2 separate regions of the Mus musculus genome follow, and region 1 is linked to region 2. A link is a contact called in public Hi-C data. All regions are on one chromosome and are shown on one strand. The core of a region is the stretch at or near the end of the contact, and the rest is flanking DNA. Distances in the headings are between cores, read along the strand shown. Region 1 has its middle 260 kb from the start of Kcnj3. Region 2 has its middle 210 kb from the start of Kcnj3.

What was found. A called contact is a pair of places that touch in the nucleus more often than the background predicts.
Region 1: a contact with region 2 is called in a Hi-C map of cortical neurons, with 4 times the contacts expected there. The contact joins two enhancer-like sites. A contact is called at or near these places in 1 of 484 Hi-C or Micro-C datasets (cortical neurons) and 1 of 9 other capture datasets (embryonic stem cells).

The regions. Positions count from the first base shown.
Region 1 is chr2:55,691,100-55,695,928 of GRCm38.p6, reverse strand. No RefSeq gene overlaps it. Among named protein-coding and RNA genes, the nearest start is that of Kcnj3, 260 kb to the right of the region's middle. Within about 2 kb of position 2,533, at least 39 of the 459 cell types and tissues checked have an H3K27ac peak or open chromatin away from gene starts, as enhancers often do. A contact at or near this core is called in cortical neurons, where this site is marked.
Region 2 is chr2:55,225,394-55,230,244 of GRCm38.p6, reverse strand. No RefSeq gene overlaps it. Among named protein-coding and RNA genes, the nearest start is that of Kcnj3, 210 kb to the left of the region's middle. Within about 2 kb of position 1,879, at least 16 of the 459 cell types and tissues checked have an H3K27ac peak or open chromatin away from gene starts, as enhancers often do. A contact at or near this core is called in cortical neurons, where this site is marked.

The DNA of each region.
Region 1 (4,829 bases), core at 1,284-3,783, 470 kb before region 2:
CAAAGAACCTCTAGCTCCTTCTAATTTTATGTTTCATACACAAATGAATAAACAGTTATAAATAGAGACACACCATTGAGTTCAATCCAAATGAAATTGAAATATTATAAACAAAAGGAAAGATAGAAGTGCACATAGACTGTTCCTATGAAATCTGTAAGGATTTGACTTATGCAAACACAGTCTGCATCAGTTTGTGTGCAGAGCCACCTACCTGCTGGGAATCCCTATGCTGACCATGTTGAATTTCACCATAACCAATTAGGGAGGTGAGATTCAAACAATCAATTAACACTTTGGCCAGTTCCAGGAATATGTATGCATGTTTTTATTTCATGGTTAATTTGAAACTGTAAAAATTATCACAAAACTAAAGAACACTTAATTGAGTGTCTCTGCTCGCAGCCTGCACTATTTTTCTGTGAATTTTGAATGAAAAGAAATTTGGGGAAGATATTTGCATTTATATTTGGGAGGGTGAGAAGCAATGGCTTAGAGAAGACTAGTCCTAAACTCATCTGGATTTGGGCAGGTGAGACATGATATTGACAGAACACTGAGGGGTGTACGAAGTTTTCATTGAGAAGAGCCTGCTATGAGGTGGACATTGAATTTCTAGTAAAGCATCTGCAAGTCCCTCATCAGCATCCTAATCTGAAATTTTCTAAAGAGCTGGTGTAGCCAGAGTCATCCAACTCTGAGGGGATCCTCCAAGTAAGAATCAAACAAACACACACACACACACACACACACACACACACACACACACACACTGAAGTGGTGGCAAGACAGGAAATAATTTAATCAAAAGACATATCATATTAGGGAAATAAATTCAACCATTCAACCATTCAACCTAATTGTTGTGTTACGAACATGAGCTTTACTTTAAATAGGGAAAGAATTGAAGCATATACAAATGATGTCTGTAAGAATATTTTATGCAGTGTTGGTTAAATTTACCTTGATAGGTGATGAGATTAATTAGGCAGACACTGTTTGGATGATTAACATATCTGTTTGCAATGTAGAACTCTGACTCTAAAAAACCCCCAAATTACAGATATTGGATGTAAACAGAGGTGTCAGGCTTTAATTCTGGATTTGGTTACCATGCAATCTCCAAAGAGGAGTGAGTGCTCCTTATCAAAATCGGTTTCTAAGTCCATGCAACAGAAATGTCACATGGTAGCCAAGCATACCCATATCAAAACTCTCTTCTAATTAATTAGCTTTCACTTCCATTTCCTGTGTGATATATCTTGTGAACATCTCTATTCTTGTACTTTTCATACTTTATTAGAGCCATTTACGAGTTCACCTCCACTAAAACAATTACCCTCATGGACAATGACTGAGATTAGTTAGTTATCCATTTAATTAACTTAATACCAATGCCTAGAAAGCAATGCCTCTCAGATCCAGAATTTATTTCAGCTATAAATTCATTAACTTCTTCTGATCTGTACAGACAATTCTCACCAAACACAATCATGTAGGTACCTAGGTTGATTTATGGTGCTTTTTTCAGCAGTACTTTCATACCTCCTCTGACCCTTTTTTCAACTCCATGAACATGCTTAATTCATTTCTCCTTTCATTGTGGTTTTTCATGTTCTCCACATACACTAACTTATGCTGCTTCTGTGATGATTTGATTTCTATGAGATTCCAATAATGGTGGCACTTGGCTTGAGTTATATTTAGTGTCCTTACTTAGAATGATCTTATAACTGATCTATCCTGTCTTCTCAGAATATATGCATGAGTTTTCCCATTGATTTGCAATAATAGTAAGGCTTGACCTGTTAAGTAGAAATAACCAAATACTATTAAGTAAATACTTGAAATGCAGGAAGTCTTGCAAAAAATGAGTTTAAAAAATCTTATGAGAATAAGAAAGTATGATAACCTCAATTATGTACATACTTAAAAGATAGATTAAAATTTCAAAATAGTTATTTAAGATATATGTGTTTTTTAATGATGTACCTTGAAAGAAATTCGATATAATGCCCACAAGACATAAGAAGAAAGTCTATCTGGCATTATTTATAGTTATATCTATACCTTTGAGTTTAAAATCTATATTAGTTGTGATTTGCATTGATTCAAAAACCTTCATACTGTCCCTACCACTATAGCAACATAATTCCCAGTATGGAGAATCAAGCTGCTGTGGTCTCTAGGATGTCCCACTGCTTGCTTTGGATTTGTTCACAGCTTCTGATGCATTTTAATCTGCACCCCAACCCATATGGCTACACCGAGTGCACTCAGAATTAGTCTCAGGTACATAGTTACTCAGCTCTAAGACAAAAGCATAACCATGTCAGGCACATAAGTTGTTCATCATCAATGCAGTAATTTATGACTCATAAAGATGTGATGTAGACCCTCCTGAAGCTTATTAATTTCTAACTCCTCTTAATATCAGGATCTAAATCTGGCTTTTCTCCCAGTATGAGGGGCATGCTCAGAGAAGATGGATACTCAAAATGTTTTCACCACTGAGCGGGGGTAGGAAGCTTCCATCTGAGTAGGAGTTCAGGATCTGTTCTGTGATTTCTGTTGCTAAGCAACTGCTTCCTTTGTCTGCTCTGTTCAGAACAGTTGCTTTATTTATGCTCAGTTTAAATGATGCAGATCATAATGTGAAACCATAAAAGAAAATAGAGAATATTATGAGAAAATTTGCTTCAGAAATTTGCAATATGGTGCAGAAACTAATGAGCATGAAAGCAAATAATGTTTTAATAGGAAAAAAAACCCTAAAAAGTCTGTATCTCTCAGTTCTATTACATGAGAGGTTTTGAACAGGATACAGAACAATGACTTAACTTTTGACATTATCTAAGAATGACAGAAACACAAACAAGCTCAGAGGCAGGAAGTCATTAACTACTACTAAACAATCTTTAGAGAAAAGTTTAGAAAAAAAAAAACATTTTAAGTACCAGATGTTGAGATAAATGTGTTAAATTAAAAATAAAATTCTTAAAATTAAAAGATCAAATAAAGGATGGTTCAAGGATAAATGAGGAAGAATGTATTTCTCAGTTTTTCAATTTTTCCAAGTTTAAGAATCCTTGATCTGTGTGTGTGTGTGTGTGTGTGTGTGTGTGTGTGTGTGTGTGCGTGCGCGTGCATGTGTGTGACCAGGTAAAGGTGTTTTCTGCCAAGCATGATTATCCAAGTCAGTTGAAGACTCACATAATTGAAGCAGAAAACACAATCTGGAAAGTTGTACCCTAATGACACACATGAGCTCACACACACACACACACACACACACACACACACACACAGACACACACACACACACACACAAACATTCACACACCATTAGACATAAAAACGAAAGGAAAATTTAAAAGTCTACTCTAATTCTGACCCTCACATACAATAGAATTGAAAAAATAACCCTCCTAGTTGATTAAAAAGAACTTCACCCTTTTATACTACCTGTAAAATTATTTTAGTGGTTCTGAATATATTTTAAAGCCAATTGCTACATTAAAAGGGTGTGGTCTCTAGAGTAGTTACTAAAGTTTTACACATGTCCTTAGTTTCTTCTTTAGTAAGAACTTAATGTTTATTCACTTATTATGAGCAGTAAATCAATGTGTGTCAATAAGACCAAGTTATATTAACACTTTGAAGATACTAGTGCAAACATGCAGTGATCGTTGAAGGTAATACTAGTATTACTGTTATCTCTATTAAAAAGAGAAAAACGGACAGCATGCAGAGCCACGTTTTAAACACACATGCTTTGATGTAGCTCTGCCTGTTGAGAATTTGCTAATCTAAGAACTATTTTTACTGCATTTCTTTCCTATGGTAAAATTTTGTAGCTAACCGCCATCTCTTTTGAAAGCCTTCTCATTAGGAATTATGGTAAAACACTATATATTTCCCTCTGTGCCCTGGGGATCGTCAGTCCATATTGGTCCCCTGTGGCAAATGGAGCAGCAGGACAGATCAGATTATGGAAGCCCCATTAGTAAGGACTGACATGACAACATTCCTGCATAAGCATCAGAGAGATAGACCCACTTTATTCAGGGTGAGTCAAGGTTTTACAGTTTGGGAAAAGAAGGTAGGGATATCCAGGGTGAGAAAAGGTCACTTGCTGAAGGCTAAGACACTGAGATGTCTCCTTAGCATGGGGTAGTATTCCAGGAATCTCAGGTTTCTTTTACAGAGAAAAGGAGTTAGACCTGGAATTTCTTAAGGGCTGCACAATATTCCACAGGAGGCAGAATGGAGTCTGGATCCCTCAGCTAGAAAACAGTAAGCCTTGCTGACAGAGTGAGTCTGCCATTTTTCACCATGCTCTAAGAGCTTTCAGGTAATGTCAAACTTCAACCATAGGACCAGGGTTTTCCTATACTAGATAATTAGAATCTTCTGTGTTTCCTATTTTTATTCTTAAGACTATATACCATGATTATAAAGTCCTTGCCCTGCTATGCTATAGTTACAAATGTTACCTAAATATATCCTATTCCTGCCATTGATTTTTATGTCTCTCTACTATTCCTTAACATACTGAGGTTTGTAATGATAAGCAGATTTGAAGAAGTTGCAACCTCAGCTTTTGGGTAATTGGCTCAATTAATTATGAATGTCTTCATGCCTTCAGTTTTACTACATGTAGAAGTGTTAAATAATAATAAGAACCAAGGACTGTCTGATCATTATTGGAATCACTAAATTCTTACTGTCTTTATTATGGCTTATAAGATTAGATATTTAAAAATATTTTTCATTTATATTTTTGATAATTTTTTACACTATACTTTGATCATATTATTGCCCTTCCT
Region 2 (4,851 bases), core at 630-3,129:
AGCACTATGAACACAGGACAAGACCAGTGGTAGAATTTACAGGCTGAATTATGAGAAATGAAGAGACAGAAGTAACAAGTCAAGTAAGTCCCACAAAAATACTCCAAAAAACAAACTGAAGATAGACAACACAAATTGAGAATGGATTCCAAAGATGAACTCTTCCAGTATTCACTAGAAATATTGTAGAATCCAAGTCATCAAAGTGGAGAAGAATTGACTATGAGAGCAGTGTTGGTTGTGTATGAAGAGAGATCGAGTTGCGAAAGAAAAACCCCACCCCTGTACGCAGAACAATGTCTCCCAGAAGTTTTCCTGTGCTATTATGGTTCTTTTGCCCACATGCCAGCTCTGTAAGTGTCCTTGGCACTTATACAAATGCCCCTCATTTGGGGAATTGTAGGTTGATGCTGAAAATGATAGAAAAAATAATGAAGCTCTGACACAAGGCCATGTCCTTTGTTTGACCTTCACTATTTCTGATAATAAAATCTTTATGGTTCTCCTAGGGACATTCACCCTCCAGGGGTAGCAGTTCATTTTCATTTTTCTAGGGTTGCAGAATTCGAAGTGACCATGGGTTTCATGCTCAAGTCAACAGAATATGCTCTATAGCTATCTGAATCCCTTTCTACTCTACTGGCATCTTTCCAGCCTGTGGGTATTATATTGAGTTTATTCTCAAAATCACATTTTCCAGCATTTTTCATGAGACTTGGAAAATAAATAAATAAATAAATAAATAAATTTCTTATACCAGTCAGCTTTGTTTACACTAATGTTCATAAAGTATATCTCAATAACATTCATTTAAAATGTTTTAGAATCCATAAAAATTATAGATTTTAGTACATTAGTCAATAAGACATTTATGATTGCATAGAGGCGACTGTAAAAACTGAGGTTTCATGTATTCTCATTAACGTCACTTTTCTTACGTTCATCGTAGGTTTACTATTAATATCCTCTTCAGTTCTGAAATGAATATAACAATAGGTATTTCAATTTGTTATTTAGTAAATGAATAAATGAAACAATAATGGGAATTATTTGATACCTCATATAATACACATAAATTAGATCAAACTGACTTATCATACCTCTGCCACAATCAAGAACAAATATATAAATGTACACACACACACACACACACACACACACACACACACACACACACACACACATATATATATATATATATATATATATATAATCATTGAACTTATAAACACTGAGAATGAAGTAATGGCTACTGGTGGCTGGGGAGTAGAAAGAATGGATGATGGATGATGGAAAAGTGATCAAGAGGTGTTAAGTTACAGTTAGGAAGGAATAAGTTCTGGTTTGCAGCTGATGGCTGGTGACTATAGATAACAATGATACGCCATACATTTCAAAAGCTAGAAGAAATTATTTTGCCATATGGAGATGGTAGGTATTTTAGGAGATTTCTGTGTATAAATTGAAGTTCACATAATGTATCCATGTATCAAAACATTATGTTATCTCAGTTGTATTTTATATGAATTAACATTTTTTTAAATAGCATAGTCTTATTAAAGCTCCAGTCTACTAATTTGTTTGCCAATGATCTCAGAAGTAACAGCTGGTCTAGCTAAGATTGATTTATTTATTCTAATTCCTGGCTTCTCTCTGTTCCTAACAAAATCTGAAATCCATGGCAAATGAGACAGGCTGCTATTGAAGAGAATTAACAGAGTTAAAGAATAGAGCTACAGACAGTCAAACACAGGGGCATCGGGATTATGGATCAGGTTCAGACAGAGATGAAAAACTGAGAGAAGACCAGCCCACAGAAGGTCATTTCTAAATGACAACGATAGCTTCCACTTCGTGTCAATGCACACACCCCAGAATCCCACTTCCACACTGTCACAGCTTACTGGAGAACACAATGGCTCGAGCGTTTGTTGCTAGGGGAACATTGATTACGTTTGTTTGTTTTCTATTTCAAGCAGCAGATTTCTCACTTCGGTACTTTAAATAGTCACAAAAGAATAATCAGTTCTGCTCATCACTCATCTTTCCCTTGGCATGCTGTAAAAAAAAAGAGAAAAGAAGAAAAAAGAAAGAGAGAGAGACAGAGAGAGAAAGAGAGGAAGGAAGGAAGGAAGGAAGGAAGGAAGGAAGGAAGGAAGGAAGGAAGGAAGGAAGGAGGTCGTGATATTATTGTATATATTTGGTAATAAATTTTTAACAATTATTGTTACCTATAAAATGAAATATCAGCAAGAACTCTTTTCTTTGGTCATTAAGAAACTAAGGCATGAAATTGGGAAGAGTTGGGCACGAGATGAATACAATCAAATACATTATATACAGCTATGAAATTCTTTTTTTTTCTTTTTCCAATTTTTTATGCAGATGCTGGTGAGGATGTAGAGAAAGAGGAACACTCCTCCATTGTTGGTGGGGTTACAAGTTTGTACAACCACTCTGGAAATCAGTCTAGCAGTTCCTCAGAAAATTGGACATAGTACTACCAGAGGATCCAGCAATACCTCTCCTGGGCATGTATCCAGAAGATGTTCCAACTGGTAATAAGAACACATGCTCCACTATGTTCATAGCAGCTATGAAATTCTTAAAGAATAAATTAAAAATTAAGTCATTGCTCTGGATAGAGAACAGTGGTGTAGCTCAGGTTTTATCTTTGTGGCCAGTCTAGTTGCTGTGTCCTGCTCAGTTCTCTCTGGTGACTTTTATCCATCCTGTCCTTTTCTTGTGAATATTCAACTCCATGTTTATGTAATGTTTTGCCCAAGCAAGTCCTGTCCTGTTGTAGTCACTGTACTTCCACTTGGCTTTCAATTGTTTTTTAAAGTTCTCAAGTATGGTTTAGAGCTTTAGACCCACATTGCAGTTTTCTATTGAAGTACTATTGGAGATCTCAGTGGCAGTGACTGGGAGCCCTGATACAAAATCCCTATTGGCATAACACATACAGATTTGTTGTTAGTGGGCTTGTAGTTCATAGCATTTACTATGAATTTCTAGAGTCAGAAGGATTCTGCAGCTGTGGAAAGGTCAGCCTAATGGTAGATGTTTGTTAGGGCATTGATCTCATGAATCCTGGAAAGTTGAAGAGCAGCTGATGCAGTGAAAATAAAACAGTATTGGTTATTCCCATTGTTTCCTTAACTATAGACATTGTTCTTTCTTATGTGACTTTTGGATACTCATGCACCAAGAAATCCTTAATCTTTAATTTTGAAGGTGTAAAAATAATCTGTTAATGTTAATTAATATATTAACTAGAAGATAAATTAGTGGATATTGTTCAAATCACTTATTCATAGATTTGCATCTATTTTTCTACCTGAAACTGTAGCTATTCTCTGTAATTAATGTGGATTTCTATATATTTCATTTCTGTTATAATAGATTTACCTTCATGATTTGGATGGCTTTAGTATTGGATTTTAAATGTGTATATCTTTTTATATTTTCTCAATTAGTTGGATATATTAACAGAAAAATTTGGCATTCTTCTTGATAATAGGGTTTTAGACACTTTTCATTATTTTAACTTAACTGGTATCAGTATTAACTTTGCGTGTCAACTATATCTATCCAAAATATGCATAGTAGTTTCTTGCTTCTAAATAATATCCACTATGAAAATTATTTTAAAAATATCTGTCTACTTACATTTGATGTGAATAATGAGTTTAGACAGAATCATAGCCTACCATAATTAAATTTTTATTTGTCTTCATTGCTATATGATCTCTGAACCTTATCCTTTGTATTTGTAGAGAAATTAATACTTTTAATAATTACATAATCAAAAACAAATCTATATAAAATTTTTAAGAAATGTGTGAAATGCTGATATATGACCACCTTGCATTGTCTCACTTTTGTTTGTTTCATGTTTTATTTATACATGTTTTCACATATATAACCTATGTTGTTATTTATTTAAACAAACAATATATCAGACTAATGTGTGTGTGTAAAATGAATTTAAAACTACTTTGCTTATCATCATACTTGTACATTGTAGTGTTCTGTTCATCAGCTTGTTTTTCCCGAGAATGTTTTATTTTGTCTTCCAAAACATCTTTAAAGCTCCTCTTGGAGAACTTTATTTTTATGCTACTATTAAAGACAAATTTATCATTCATTTTAAGTAGTATTTTAATGAATGTAAATTTTAAGCTGAGCATGTGTTTGTTCATTTTTTTCATCTTTTATTTCCTTTCAGTTATAAAATGATGTCACACATCAGCCTAGCAATTGTCAGAGGAACATCATTTCTAAAGAATTCTATGTGCATGATATTTTTGCCTCCATCTTTTTTTTAATCTTTGACATTTGTTTTCAATGTGAAAATAGTGATTTTCAAAAATATATATCATTGTATTTTCTGCAGAGTATAAAGTCTCTACCCCATCTTTCTGATTTAAATCAACACCAGCACAACACATACATGCAAACACATGCACACAGACACGTAAATAGCTATTTTCTGTGTGTACCATAGAACCTTTTCTCTTCTAGGCAATTTTTTTTTATTGAAATCAGAGCAGCTAGTTGTGTTTCTCTAACATCTGCCATCACAGCCTTGTTCAATTCTTGATATTTTGCAACAAATATGGAAACAGTCATGGGTTTTTTTCAAATATCTTTCAATCTCTATGTTTTTTTCCCAAACAATAGTTAAAAATATATGTATGGTGAAATTTCTCCTTCCTCATCATTTAAGCTGATTACCTACCTACCTCATCTCTCCTGTCTATTCTTCATATAAATAAATTATAATATTTATACACTTGATTATCATTTTAGTCTGTTCACTTTAATATTCAATCCTGTCAACATTCC